Regions from separate parts of the Anser cygnoides genome. Here region 2 is linked to region 1. Evidence: chromatin contacts called from public Hi-C data. All regions are on one chromosome and are shown on one strand. Each heading gives the region's core, a stretch centred on a gene start, on an enhancer-like site or on the middle of the called end of the contact. The rest is flanking DNA. Distances are from core to core; before and after follow the strand shown.

Evidence for each region. A called contact is a pair of places that touch in the nucleus more often than the background predicts.
Region 2: a Hi-C map of liver shows a contact between it and region 1, with 1.9 times the contacts expected there. The contact joins the promoter of NDUFB9 here to the enhancer-like site in region 1. A contact is called at or near these places in 3 of 7 Hi-C or Micro-C datasets (all in liver).

What each region holds. Positions count from the first base shown.
Region 1 is chr2:151,863,603-151,870,532 of Taihu_goose_T2T_genome, reverse strand. No RefSeq gene overlaps it. Among named protein-coding and RNA genes, the nearest start is that of RNF139, 8.7 kb to the left of the region's middle. Within about 2 kb of position 2,867, at least 1 of the 3 cell types and tissues checked has open chromatin away from gene starts, as enhancers often do. A contact at or near this core is called in liver, where this site is marked.
Region 2 is chr2:151,896,625-151,903,554 of Taihu_goose_T2T_genome, reverse strand. NDUFB9 (NADH:ubiquinone oxidoreductase subunit B9) reads right to left here and starts at 3,043. Exons shown (of 4, transcript XM_048049348.2): 1 at 2,904-3,043; 2 at 2,392-2,584; 3 at 1-104. The coding sequence starts at 2,989. TATDN1 (TatD DNase domain containing 1) reads left to right here and starts at 2,979. Exons shown (of 12, transcript XM_048049319.2): 1 at 2,979-3,104; 2 at 3,828-3,893; 3 at 4,841-4,890; 4 at 6,743-6,806. The coding sequence starts at 3,083.

The DNA of each region.
Region 1 (6,930 bases), core at 1,618-4,117:
CTTTTAACCTCATTAATGAAAATTTTCCTTCTGAAAACGCAAATTAAATTGTAGCTATACACATAGAAACTTGCTCTATACATTGTTTTTCATAGCTAACAAAAATAATTAGACATTACACTTTTTTTTTTTTCCTACTTAAAAGGTGATGCATGCAGTGGGTGTTACATACACACAGCTGAAAGGCAAGATCTGGGTATTCTAATTAAATGTACACAAAACAAGGCCTTGTAGAATTGATTCTCTCAGATATTCATCAACATCTGGGATGTACTTGTAGGACCCCCAAATTACAGAGTGAAATAGCAAATGTCAAGACAGGTTCCTTCAACCTTGGGGCTGGCATTCATTTTACTGTTCATACTACTTGTTTTGTGAAAGAGAAAAGTGGAGAAAATCAGAATTATACTGAACACCAGATGTACCACAGCAGAAAATGCAATCTTCTTGAAAAATCCTCACTTTTAGAGAAAATCCCAGCTATGGGAACATTAATCTTTCTGCCATAAATGGCTGAGGCTCATCTGCCAGGGCTTTCCTCCACTTCTCAACAAGACTATATTGAATGTTACCGAGCAGCCTTGAGGTTCACACTCTGATTGCCACTCTCCCTGAACCCCATGACCAGAACAAAGCCTTAGCAGAAAAAAATTATAGTGAAAATGCTCTCTTTTCTGAAGTCATAGCAACCCTGCCCATAGTTCCCCTGCCCTTTGCACGCACAGTGCCAAGCAGGAGCCATTTGCTAATCTGTGGTCTACTAAATTTAGCTAGTTCCTGATAACTGAAAACGGTTGACGGAACTGTACGGCTGGTCAACAGTGAGACCATGTCAAGTTAGCACCAGTTAGCTAATATAAAAGTAGTTAAAAACGATTGAAAGCTGCTCCATATCGAAACAGGTTTTTTGATTAATGAAGCGCACTGGAAAGAATCATTTCCTGTCTTCAGATAAAATGATGCATCTCAAGATGATTTCAGCCTTCAGAAGAGCTAATCTGGGAGATATTTGTTTACAGGCCATTCATGAGAGACAAATGTGGAGAGAATCAGAGTTGTTTCGGAAACTAGACCTGCCATGGCAGAAAACATGGCCTTGGAAGCTTCTCCCTGGCAGAGGAAATCCTAACACGGCTCCCATGGAGCTATGAGTCTTCAGCAACGTGTTTGTAAAACATTGCCTCTGGTCAGCAAAAAGAGTTCTGGATGTTAGCCATGCGTGAGGCTGGGCTAGAGGGATTAGTGTAATTTGGACTGCATGTAGCTACCATCTTGGTGAGGCGGTGGGAAGAAGAGTAGCACGGTTTTGTCTCACATCAGTAGAGCCCAAGTGATTTGTAGTATCATGGGACAGAGCTATGACCTGTCTAGCCTCTCCTCTCCCAGGGAAATCCAGACCTTCGTATAACTGATCACAAACTTGATGGGTTTGATGCAGACTAATATTCAGCAGATTTTGGCCGGACATTAAGCACTGAGCTGCAGCGCTGAAGCTGAATGAGCAGTCAGCCTCACTTCCTCTGCTGATAACAGAGAGAAATACGTTCATTCAAAGGCGTTTCAGCTCTTCGGCTTTATCATTTCATCTCTTTGGTTTTGTCACCATCTAGAGATGCCTTGGGTGGGATTCCTCTGAGCTGACTGCCATCAAAAAGTCTACTTGACGTCAGCTATGAAGACTTCCTGAGCAGCCAGTTGAAGAGAGACAGGCACTCTTAGACACTTATCTTTAGATAGGTGAAGTCCTTCTCCTGAGATGCCGCAGAGGACAACCTCTCGCTGCCTATCCAGGGAGCTTGGATGGTTCCCAACCCTTCATTTGGCTTGAGCTGGGTGAGAGAAGGGTGCCACGAAGGGCTGAGTAGCAGTCTCTGTCAGTGATGTGAGACACGGCTCAGTAAAGTCTGGGAGGGTGCCGAAACTAGCCTGACTGATTTTTTTTACATGCTTACGTAGGTGGTTTCAGTTCTCACACTATCCCTCCTAACCACAAGTGATACAGAGCACAGAATTTCTCTTTTGTTAAGCAGTTCTATATTTCAAAACCGAGGCACTGAAAATATAAAAAATCTGAGCTATTCAAGTATTTCTTTTTAAGATTTAATATTATTTGCATTGATATGTATAATACAGATAATGTAATATATACAATATGCATGTAAGATGTGGATTATTTGCATATACTACCAAGATTTACTGTGTACATTTGATACTGAAAAGAACATCCAAATCAGTGTCCTCTTTTGAAAATGTCATAGCCTATTCTCCTTTTTCTCTCAAGTTTATTAATGTAGTGTTGTTTTGTGAAATGTTTTGATATTGATATGGTTTCATTTTCCAACAGGATGGCTTTAACCTAGGAAAAAAGAATCAGCATTCTGCCCTTTTGGGTTAGTCAAGATTTTAACTAAAAGGAGTATTCATGAGCATGCGATCCAGAGCCTGCATAACAGGCTGTGAAACTTCAAGCAGTTCTTGTACCTAAAATAACTAATATTCTTGAGAAAGAGATTCAGCTTAATTTTGAAAATCATCCTAAGGAGCAAAGAAGTGTTTTCAGAACTTAACGCTTGACTTCTAAACAAGGTTTTACTCCTAGTTAGCAAATTTCTTGAAGCTTTGTCAGGCTATATCAAACTCTAGCATTGGCTTTGATTAGAGCCACGTCAAATATTTGCATTGGAATCTGATACCACACGAGCTCTGCTTAGTCCCACGTTCCACTGCAACTTTTGTGCTTAATAAACGTTCGTGAAAGCCATCATTCCAATATTGGTTTCCTATAACATTCACTGAAACTTGCCATTTAAATGTAAAGACAGCTTAATAATGACCGTTTCAGCAGAATGTCTCCTTTAGATTTGGAATAGACGAAACCCTCGGGATATTTGCAGGTATAAAAGCAAAAGGTCGTGCAAATCCTTTTGAGCCGAGAGAGCTTTTGCACAGCTTGAAAGCTAAATCACGCTGTGATAGATAGGGAAACGTCACTTCTCAGAGCAAAATTTAATTTCGACCTGCTCACTTGGTTGATTGCTTTAGATGGAAAAGCCCGTCCAGTACAAACACCTCAAAGTGCGTTTCCAGCCCCTAGACTCGTGGTGGCTTGGCCAGAAGATGGCAGGCGTGTTTTGTGGGAGGAACGAAAGAGTGCCAGACAGGCAGGTGATCTGGACTGAGCGATCAAATAATTCACGGGCAAGATTTGAAACGTTAACATTAATTTAATTATCCATGTAAGGGTTAAACTGTAAGATAACAAAGGATATCAGGATTTGTAATAATTTACAGCTGCATACACACAGGGGAAGGCAAGCCCCTCTGACCCCGATAGCATCGCCTGTGTGGGACGTGCTCCCAACACGGTGCCAGTTTTGCACATGTGCTGCCCCACAGTTATTGTCTGGCTTTGTAATAGCCAGACAATTTCTTAAAAAATATGGAAGAATCCCACACAGTTAGGTTACAAATATTACCAAACATCTCCCAGTTCTGTGCTTTCTGACCCAGCGTACACTCTCACAAACTAGCAGATGTCTTTTCTTACCTTATGAAATTATACTGGATTATAATCTGTCATTATTTTTCTTTTTTCCTTTGCTCTGTTACTATTTCCTTCCTTTGTAACTTCAGCCTGTGTAGGTGCAGGGATAAGCATGCAATGAGTTTAGATACTACTTCACAGTTTGACTCTTTCCCCTCTCAGCTACCAAAGAGTGGCAATTTCTGAATCCTTTCTAGAACTGCAAACAGTCCTTTTATTTCCTTAGAAGTGGAATAATTCTGCCTATCATTCTAGCTGGTGGCAACTGGATAAATCTCTTCATCAGCCTACCTTTGAGTTGGCTAGAACGGCAAATTTAGGAAAGCAAATTACATGCTTCCCAGTAGGGGTGAAATGCTCAGTTTTTGCAAAGCCCCTAGCTATTCACCCATCTGGCATTCCCCAGTGTGGAAATACCCTGTGTTCGTAGAGAAAACAAAGTCAAAGAAATACACGTAGTGCTTAGAGCAAAATGCCACGATGCTCATAACATCTCTTCACTAACGAGAGATTATTTCACGGTTCAGTTCCAGGACTGCAAGAAGTGTAACTTTCTAGACAAAGGAGCTTTACTGTAATTTGAGATACTCCACTTCACCAGAGAACTGAACTGTTGGCAGTGATTTTCATTCATAGGCTTTAACTGATCTTTCAGATATCCTGGCCACAGGTCACTGGTTCCCCTAAAGGAAAGGACAGAGGTCTTAAAGGTAATTTAGTTTTGTAATGGAAACGAGCATAGGGAGCAAAGGACAGGATCTGAAGACGTGGTAATATTACACAGACATTTGTCAAAGGTTTTAGGGCCAGACATGTTATATTGCTGTAATCAAGCTGAAATGTCGTAAAAGTGTGTATAACTGAAGCCAGGTCATTGCTCACCAGGATAGAAGGAACTTTCTGTGCAAATGGAGGTGGTACCAATAATACTGGTGCAGCAATGTGAGAAGTTGCTACTAGTGAGGAATCTGAGAGTCTTAAATTAAGAATTTGGTTAATTGTGGATTGTGGATGTGAATTTTCAACAAGAGATTCAAAGGCTCAAAATATTTCCCCTTGCCGATTTTGTTTTTTTTGTTTTTAGGGGTGCGGGTGGTGGTGGTGGTGGTATTGTGCGCCTCAAACTACATTTTGGGTATGACCTTCACACGCTAAGCGCCAGTAGTGGCTGTATGCCTGTATGCGCTGGCACAGCAGTGTGCTATTTACGTATTGCTAACACTTGAACTGGAATCACCGGACCCAATCACCCAGGGGCTGCGTTCACGTACAGACCAGGCAGCGAACCAACCCCTTGTAGAAAGTCTTCTGTCATTGCTAGGGTTGGGCTGAAGCACTGATCCTGCCCAAAACCTCCAGTCCATTCAGTCACTTTGCTTACAGTGGAGAGAAAGAGCAGGAAAAGATTTGGGGGAAAAAGGAGTGTTACAAACAAAATAGAATGTGCCGCAAAGAGGGGAAAGGGTTTTCTCCATGCGTTTTCATTACTAGTCAGACTTTTATTGACCTGATCTCCACATGCATATTGCAAGCATCTACGATTGTCATGAGGAAGGAATGAAACAGAAGCTTTAGATTTTTCAGTACTTGGAAATATATGCAGAAATGATACAGAAATGATAGATTTCTTCTGTTTGTTTGAAAATGCAGTTTCGAATTTACCTGCAAAGTATGGTATTTATTATACATGAGGCTGAGGAAACAAAGCATAACCCCCTCATTTGCAGTACTTCATGTTACAGAGATGATGCATGTCTTTTAGTTGAAAGCATTGTAACCTTAAAACCAAAAAGTATCCATACCAGCTGATTATTTTTTTTGGGGGGGGGGGGGGGGGGGGGGGCGGGGGGTAAAAGTCCATTGCCGTTCACATTTTCTGCATTACCTTTGAGGGTAGGACAGAAAGAAGATGACATAACACACAATAAACTATTATTCAATTAGGTATTACAGAAAGGTTTCAAGCAACAAAGGCAGCTCAGCACCAAGAGGAATTTTCCAGTGAGCTGTGGAAATTCTGCCGTTGATGGTTTTTATAACAGCAGGGTGGAGAAATAGCTAAAAGGGATGCTCTTGATGCTTTTTTTTTTTTTTTTTTAACCTTGGAATAGCAAGAGTATGGTGGGTATTAATTTCAAATAACTTAGCATATTGATATTACTGATACTAGCAGATGGTGGTGAATTGAATCAAAATTACTATGCGCTCTTATTTTATTAATTTGCATCAGTGTATTGACTGAACATTCATAATATCTGTACAGAAAATGAAGTCAGTGCTTCTAGCATTTGTATTGTGCTGCTACGATGTATTATGTTAAGCTACACAGCATTGTTTCATGGTGAACCGAATGGAAAAGGGATCCTGCTGGAAAAAATTCTGGAAGGAGAAAAATTTTCCCTTTTCCAAGCTGGACAGTTCCTCAGTCTAGCTCAGCATTTCCACACAAACCGAATGCCAGTATTGCTTTTGAAGAAATGTTCCTGGAATTGCAGCCTCAGATTATTCTGCATCAGTTTTCCCCAGATACAAAGAGTCTGCAGATATCAGCTACAGAAAACATATTTGTCTGGCATGACAATTCTTATAAAAGGATCTTTATTTGCACTGTCAGTGAAAAAATATGCCTCTTTCTCCTTTTTGAGCCAAACTCTTGCTCCCTAGCCAGAGTCTGATTAAACAAGACTCGCTCCCTGCTGCTGAGTGCTCTGTGAAGCCTTTTCAAAATTGCAGCGGACGATTCCAGGAGCAATTCTGGCTCCTGAATGCCCCCTCCTGCTGCTCCGGCCAGGGTCAGTGATGCTGCTGAGTGAGCCATGCTCTCTGCAGTCAGCCATCCCTGAAATCTTTCCGGATAGGGGATGATGTGCAGTGCTTGCACTGGCTTTAGCAGGATTTGGATTAGGTCATCCGAGTGCAGTTTCCTGATCAGTTTGAACTGACTGACATCTGTGCTGCTGGTGAAACTGCTGAGGAAGAGGATGGGCTCATGCATCGAGCCCTGGTTACACTGCTTTTTCGTCATCTATATCTCAGAAGCTTACACATATGACAAAGATTGTTACTGTAGGTGCTAACAGCCTCAATAAATTTTCCATTATCTTTATTCGTTCCTGGCAACACGTATAAGATGTGAGCTGAAAACATAAAATAGTAAAATAGGATTTTATGGAGTTTATTTATTAAAAAAAAAAAAAAAGTAATAATCTCCATCATCATTAAAAGCTAAAGCATTTCCACAAAAAATAACCCAAAGCAATATTTTTTTGGAGTCAGAACAGGACTTTTTAACAACAACAACAAAAAAGAAAATTAAAAAAAAAAAAAAAAGTAATCCCTTTTGGTTCAGCTCTTCACAGGAAAAAATAGTGCTTTATGGACTGACT
Region 2 (6,930 bases), core at 1,794-4,293, 33 kb before region 1:
CAGCTTTCCTGCTGCAGCTTCTTCCATTGCTCTCTCTTGGCAAAGTAGTCAGGATACATTGCCTTCTCAGAAGGATGCCAATAATCCAAGCACCATTCAGGAATCTGTTAAAAAACAGCAACAAAACAACACTTTTATTACGTATGTATATAAAAACATGTAAAGTCTCTATATAGTATACTAACACACGAAAGAACTAAACATGCTCATTAAACCCGTTATTAAAATGGATAAATAACCCATGAAATAAAGTACCACGTAAAACCAGCACGTAAGAATTATCTATTGTCAGTCACAGAGGGCAGAGCTTTTAATCTATTTCATGAATTCTCCTAAGTCATAGGAGAAAGTCATAGTGACTTGCTTAAATCATAGCATCTCAAAGACAGACCCCAGGTCACCTCCGTTTACTCTACAGCTCCTGAAATAATTCCATCTAGGGGAAAAGATGGATTTTCCTCCCCTCCTATCCCCAAAGGCGGCAGGTTAAAGATCCTTCTCTGCAACTACTAATTCATTTTGTTTGACAAAGAACTTAACAGCTCACTTCTGCTTGTCTACAGCTATTCCAAAAATTAGCGGCCTTTAGATCTTGATTATGGTTCAACCTCTGGAGGACTGGACCAGCTCTGGATGGATATCCTAATAAAAACTGAATTTCGAATTTTGCAGCAGCGTATTGCTTTGCTTAGCTTAGAGAAAAAGAGGCCAAGAGGTGACCTCGCTGCTCCCTGCGGCTCCCTGAGGAGGGGCAGTGGGGAGGGAGGTGCTGGTGATAGCAGGACACGTGGGAATGGCACAAAGCTGCGCCAGGGGGGCTTCAGACTGGACATCAGGAACAATTTCTGTACTCTGAGGGTGGTCAAACACTGGAACTGCCTAGAGAGGTGGCTTGTGCCCTGTGCCTGCCAGTGTTCAAGAGGCATCTGGATAATGCCCTCATTAATATGCTTTGACTTTTGGCTAGCCCAGAAGAGGTCAGGCAGTGGGACTAGGTGATCTCTGAAGGTCTCTTCCAACTAAACTATTTTATTGTACATCGCTGAATGTTAATATTTTAAAGATAAAAACACTGACAAAAAAAAATAAGGAAAATCTATGTCAAAATTAAGTTGCTCCAGTATCATCATTCATCCACTGACATTTGCAGTTTCCTGCTGTGATTCTCATCGCTGAGTAAAATTTTGGCTTGATAGAAAGAACAGACCGGCTATTAAATAACGATATACATATACCAAGCACCAGTAAAAAAAAAAAAAACATCAGACAGAGATTTAAAAAAGTTACATTTTGTAGCAGCTTCTACAATGGACAGTCCCTGATAAACCAAGAAGCCAAACCCTTGTGATAGCCACTTGTTTAAAGCACAGGCTTCGCATTTAAAACAGGGCAAAGGAAAGCACATAAATCCATTTATATTTCTGTATCAAAACTAATCACTGCTCAACTGACCTTTTTTCTGTCTGGATTCGTTTTCACCATTCTCTCTACTACTGCTGAGGCTCATGACCTTGGCACAAGCTTAAGTTCCCTTCTTCCATTCCCACTCGTGTTCTTTTTTCTGCCTCTAAATCTATGTCAGGTTCTTTCACATGGCTTCTTATCTGTAAGGAGCTGATCAGATCTAGTCTTCTGCATCAGCACTGTCTTCAGAATTTGGGAGAAAAAAGGTGCGTGTACTCTCTAGATCAGTACTGACTTCTCGTAATGTATGAAAAGAGACAATGCCAAAACAGTGAAAACGCTGCGTTTTTTTGTGAAGCCTGTTTCTTCACTCCTAACACATCGGGGGGAGGAGCCAAACTCCAGAATGTCTCACATTCTAAGAACAGTGCTGCTATTTTTAAGCATACAGCTCAACATAAAATGGTCCTCAAATACTTATTTGGCACTGCAGTGGATCAAGGGAAATGGTAATTTGTATCACTACTCAAAATGCTGGAAGAAGGAAGGCCAAGTGAAGGAAGCTCCCCAGCAGCCAGGCTGACATCAAGTTCCGACAAAACCAGAGACCAGGGCTGTGACCAGACGCCACCACACAGGGTGGTGCTGCTTCCTCCCCCTCCACTGTCACAGCTCTGCACCAACCCTGTCACTCCGCCTGTCTGACCCACCGCCGAGCAGCTTCCAGGTGCTTAAATCCCATCAAAACAAAGCCTCTGTCCTCTGACAGAGCAGCGAGCTCCATTTCAAATGACCACAGAAGCACAACTCCTAAGCAAGCAATAAGTTTTCCAGCACGGAGGTACCAGAGAAATACCGCTGAACCAAACTGCAGCCCTATTAAAGCCTACTTAAAACACTCACCTTCTTTTCAGTGCCAGAAGAGCGAGGTAAGCGCACTAACAACCACCCCAAGCACAGGACTGCACAACCCCACAGCCCCCTTACCTTGTAGCACTCGTATCTCTCGTAGGAGGTGCCCCCAGGTGAATCGGGGAAGATGTAGGGCTGCGGGTGCTGGTGTGCCCAGAACTCCTCCTGACCGGCCTTCAGCAGCTCTGTAGCTTTCACCATATCCTTCACATCCTTGTTCTTATCGAACCGCTCTCTCAGGAGGCAGGCAAGGTATCGGTACTTGTCTCTGCAGGCACACGACATATGCAGTGTGTAGATTTAAATAAAACATCACAGAGAACATGGCAACATCCTCTCTTACCCCTACACAAAGACAGGGCTCCTGAGGGCCTCCTGTCCCCACACCCAGTGTCTTTTCAGGCACTGACAAGAGGCTCAAGAGACATTTTGACATTCTCCTCACCCCTTCAGCCACGTTTAGAGGAAAGGGACGAGGATAAAATCCTCCCCCCCCAACCCCACGGGGCCCCGTCTCGGTGGGGAAAGCCGGCAGCGGGGGCTCAGCCCTCCCCCGCTCCCCGCACCTCGCTCCCTCCCGTCCTCACCGGTGGATGCACCAGGACTCCAGGTGCCTCAGGGACTTCTTGTAGAGCCGCAGCACCTTCTGCTGGTGCGTGAGGTACGCCGCCATTTCGCGCTGCCCTACCCCTCACCTTCATGCGCGGCGCCTCACGGGAACGTGGCGGCCGGCCCCGGGCGCAGGCGCCGAGCTCCGCCCGCCGCCATGAACCGAGCCAAGCTCATCGGTGAGGGGATGGGTGGCTTAGCGGGGTCCCTGTCCTTGTTCCCGTCCCTGTCTCCTCATGTCCGCCGAGCCCCGGGTCCCTCCGTGCTCCCCCCGGGGTCGGGGCTGAGGAACCCGCTCCCCGCGAGGGGCTGAGGGCGGCGGGCGCCGGCCGCTGTGGTGACATGGCCGGCGCTTCGTCGGGCTTGTCGCCCTGTTCAAGCCCTGTCTCAAGCCCTTTCCCCCCGCTCCCAGAGCCGAGGTGCAGGCAGGCTGCCCTTGAGGGGCGGTTAGAGCCGACGAGAAGGGTTTCGGGGTGATTCTGCCCTTTTTGGGGCTTCTCCGAGGGGCTGTTGTGCGCCCCTTGAGGTTCCTCCCCCCCCCCCCCCCCCCCAATTCAGTGGGTTCCAGCAAGCTCTTGTCTTGCTTTTCGCGTTGGTGTCTTAACTGTGGGCGTTAATAATCTTTAATTTTATCGAATTGGCTTGGATAAAAGCGTTCATAGGAGCACTGATTTAAAGGCTGTGTGCCGGTTGCTGCATTTTGCCTTCCCTCCTGCTGCTGAGGTGAATTGGCAGCTTCGTGGGGAAAGCCCAGGTGCTTGCAGAAAGCAGTGTCTCGGTATCTGCTTGTGGTGGTGAGGGCAGCTCTTCTGTACGCCTATAAAATAAGTCTGGAGTTCTCAGAATGAAATGTGGAATGATTCTAATATCTGTGTTTGGGGGTTGTTTGTTTGTTTTTACAGATATCGGTATTAACCTTACAGACCCTATGTTCAGAGGAATCTACAGAGGAACACAAAAGCATCAAGGTAAAGTTACTCTTTTTAAAAGGGAAACCTTGTGCTTGTCAGAAAGTAAGATTAGAATTTATTTTCTTCTTCAAAAAACAGATGTGTATTATTTATTAGGGCTTGAAGTAGAAAGTGTGACAAAATAATCATAGAGTGGGTTGGGTTGGAAGGGACGTTAAAGCCCACCCAGTTCCAACCCCCTGCCCTGGGCAGGGACACCTCAACCAGCCCAGGCTGCCCAAAGCCCCATCCAGCCTGGCCTTGAGCACCTCCAGGGATGGGGCATCCACAGCTTCTCTGGGCAGCCTGTGCCAGGGCCTCACCACCCTCAGAGTACAGAATTTCTTCCTTATATCTAATACAAATTTACCCTCTCTTAGTTTAAACCATTATCATTTGTCCTGTCACTGATTTATCCTAGATAAAGAGTACCTTTCCAGTTTTCCTATAGGTCCCCTTTAGGTACTGGGAGGTGAAGTTAGACTTTCTAAGCAAAATGCATTTATTTTTTTTCCTACTGAGTTGCTTCTATTAAGTTGTCATATAGGTGACTACTTTGGGAGCAAAATGGAATGCTGATGTATTTATATTCAGATAACATGGAAGAAGTTGATATAAGAGTTAGGAACAATAAACTATCAAAGTATTGCATTGCTGAATCGTAGTTATTAATTATAAGTGATGCTTTTTTCTTTCACATTCTACATATATATATATTTTCATATTTTATATATATATATAAATTAAAGAGCCTTCTAAAATATGTGAAAAATATTCATCGACTTTCTGGACTTAGACCAGATTTTCAGTTATTGCATTCTGTTATTCTTTTTTTAAAATGAGGTTCAAAGATTGTTCGTGATAGGAATTTTGACTGCATGAAAGTAATCTTTAGTTCAAAAGTAGTTAAATTATGCCATAAAAACCTTAAGTTCAATTAGTGATATTTCTGTAAACTTTTGCAGATGACCTTTTGGATGTGGTAGAGAGAGCAGTTAAAGTTGGCGTTAAAAAGGTAATTTCTTATAATTAGACAACTTCTTCAGTATTTTAAATTGCTTTTAAATATTTTGTTTTCATAGTGCTGCAGTATGAAAACAACTGTTTCTGGAAATTGCAATGGAAAATGCAGTAACTTTCTTCAGTGCCATAATGCAAAAATATTCTGTGCAGGTAGCATTGTCTTTAAGTTGCACAGATGCTCAGGACGTAAGTTCAGTAGTACTGTATGTGATCTGTATTTACAGTTTCCAACATACAGTTTCAACAGAACAATGATCTCCTCTAACCTACTGTAATCATTTTTTACAGAAGTTTCCGCATTAGTTATATTATAAGGCACAGCTCCCATCTTTTTGTATCCTGTGTGACTCTTACCGTACAGTTACTGATACAGGTCCAAACACAAAAAAAACTCTTGTGGACCTTTCTTGTGAAACTCTGGTGAACCTTCAGATATTTCGATATGTAAAAGGAATTGGTAACTGCCAAAAATATGGAAGTACCTGTACAATCTTACGGTTGATAAATCTGAATGTCTGCTAGTAAATATTGGCAAGGTTGTAACTGTTAGCTTGAGATCAGTGTTCTCAGCAATGGACCACACTCCTTTAGTTATAATACTCCAGCCTGCCTGTATGTGCATCTCTAAACTCAATAAGTTATCAAAGCAAAATTATGAATTAAAATAGAATGCGTCACGTGCTGCCGTGAACTGTTCTGCTGTACTGATAGGCTGGTGCATTAGAAATAAAGAAATAAACCCTCCTCTAGAAGAGGAACAGCCATCTTGATGGTTTGCTGAAAGGCTCTTGTCTGAAAGAGTGGGAAACAAACCAAGAGATGAAAAAAGAAAACACTACTGATGGGGAAGGTACCACAGTGCAGCGAATACAGACTCATAGTCACTTTTACTGTGTTTGTATGTGCTGCATAAGCATTATTTAATCCTTATACCACCCTCTGAGAGTAGGTGACAGTTTTTGTCATCAAAAATAAATTGTATGCATAACTTTTCAAGGTGCACGGTGGATTCAGAAATAGGATTCAGGAGTTCCTTGTCCACCTTCAGGAGGGTGGTCGGGCCCTGGGACAGGCTCCCCAAGGAATTGGTCATGGTACTGAGCCTGCTGGAGTTCAGGAAGCGTTTGGACAGTGCCCTCAGACATACAGTTTTGATTTGTAGGTTAATTAAAGCTCCTGTGTGGAGTCAGTAGCTGGACTTGATGATCCTTACGGGTCCTTTCCAACTCAGGATGTTGTCTTCTGTTCTGTTCTTTCCAGTCTTGCTAGGCTGGCTATGTTGCTGGTCTTCACAGTGATAGAAATCAATTCCAACCCAGGTTGTTTTCACTTGTCTAGAAACTTAATCTCCTTATTTGAAAATATGCATATTTGTCCACATAGCTGGTGATCTATGATTTTTTTTGTGTGTGAAGTTAATGTCAGCTTTATTTATTTTTCTGGTGGCAGTGCTGGGACGTGTCTAGTCTGTAACGGAGCACACTGCAGAGCTGCCTGACTTGGTGTTGACTAAATCTGATACATAGCATGTGAGGGATAAGTAAAATTTCTGGAGTTCATTGTCTTAGAACTTAGCATTGCTGCAAATAGAAGTATTTTACTCATTTAATGGTTTGAAATCATTAGTATAAAAGATACTTGATTTAAAAAAAAAAAAAATCAATTTTTGCTACCTAGGCTATTTTCTAGCTCCTGAGAAGTATTCAGATTTGTTACTACGAAACTTTGTTATATATGCATTAGTAATTTTCTCATGTTTTCTTTCTAGATTCTTAGTTCTGAGTGTTTTCTCAAACGTGTTTGGTGTTCAAAGCAGAACGTACTGACAGTACTTTTCTCTCAAGTTTTTGATCACAGGTGGAAGTCTACAAGATAGTAAAGATGCATTGCAGCTGGCACAGACCAATGGTATGTTCACTTTAAACTTCTGTTGTCAATCAAAAATAGTCTTCTCAGAATTAACAGTTTAAAAGGAACAGCCCCTGGAGGTGTTTACAGAATCTCGGATTAAAATAAAGAAAAGCGTGTTTCA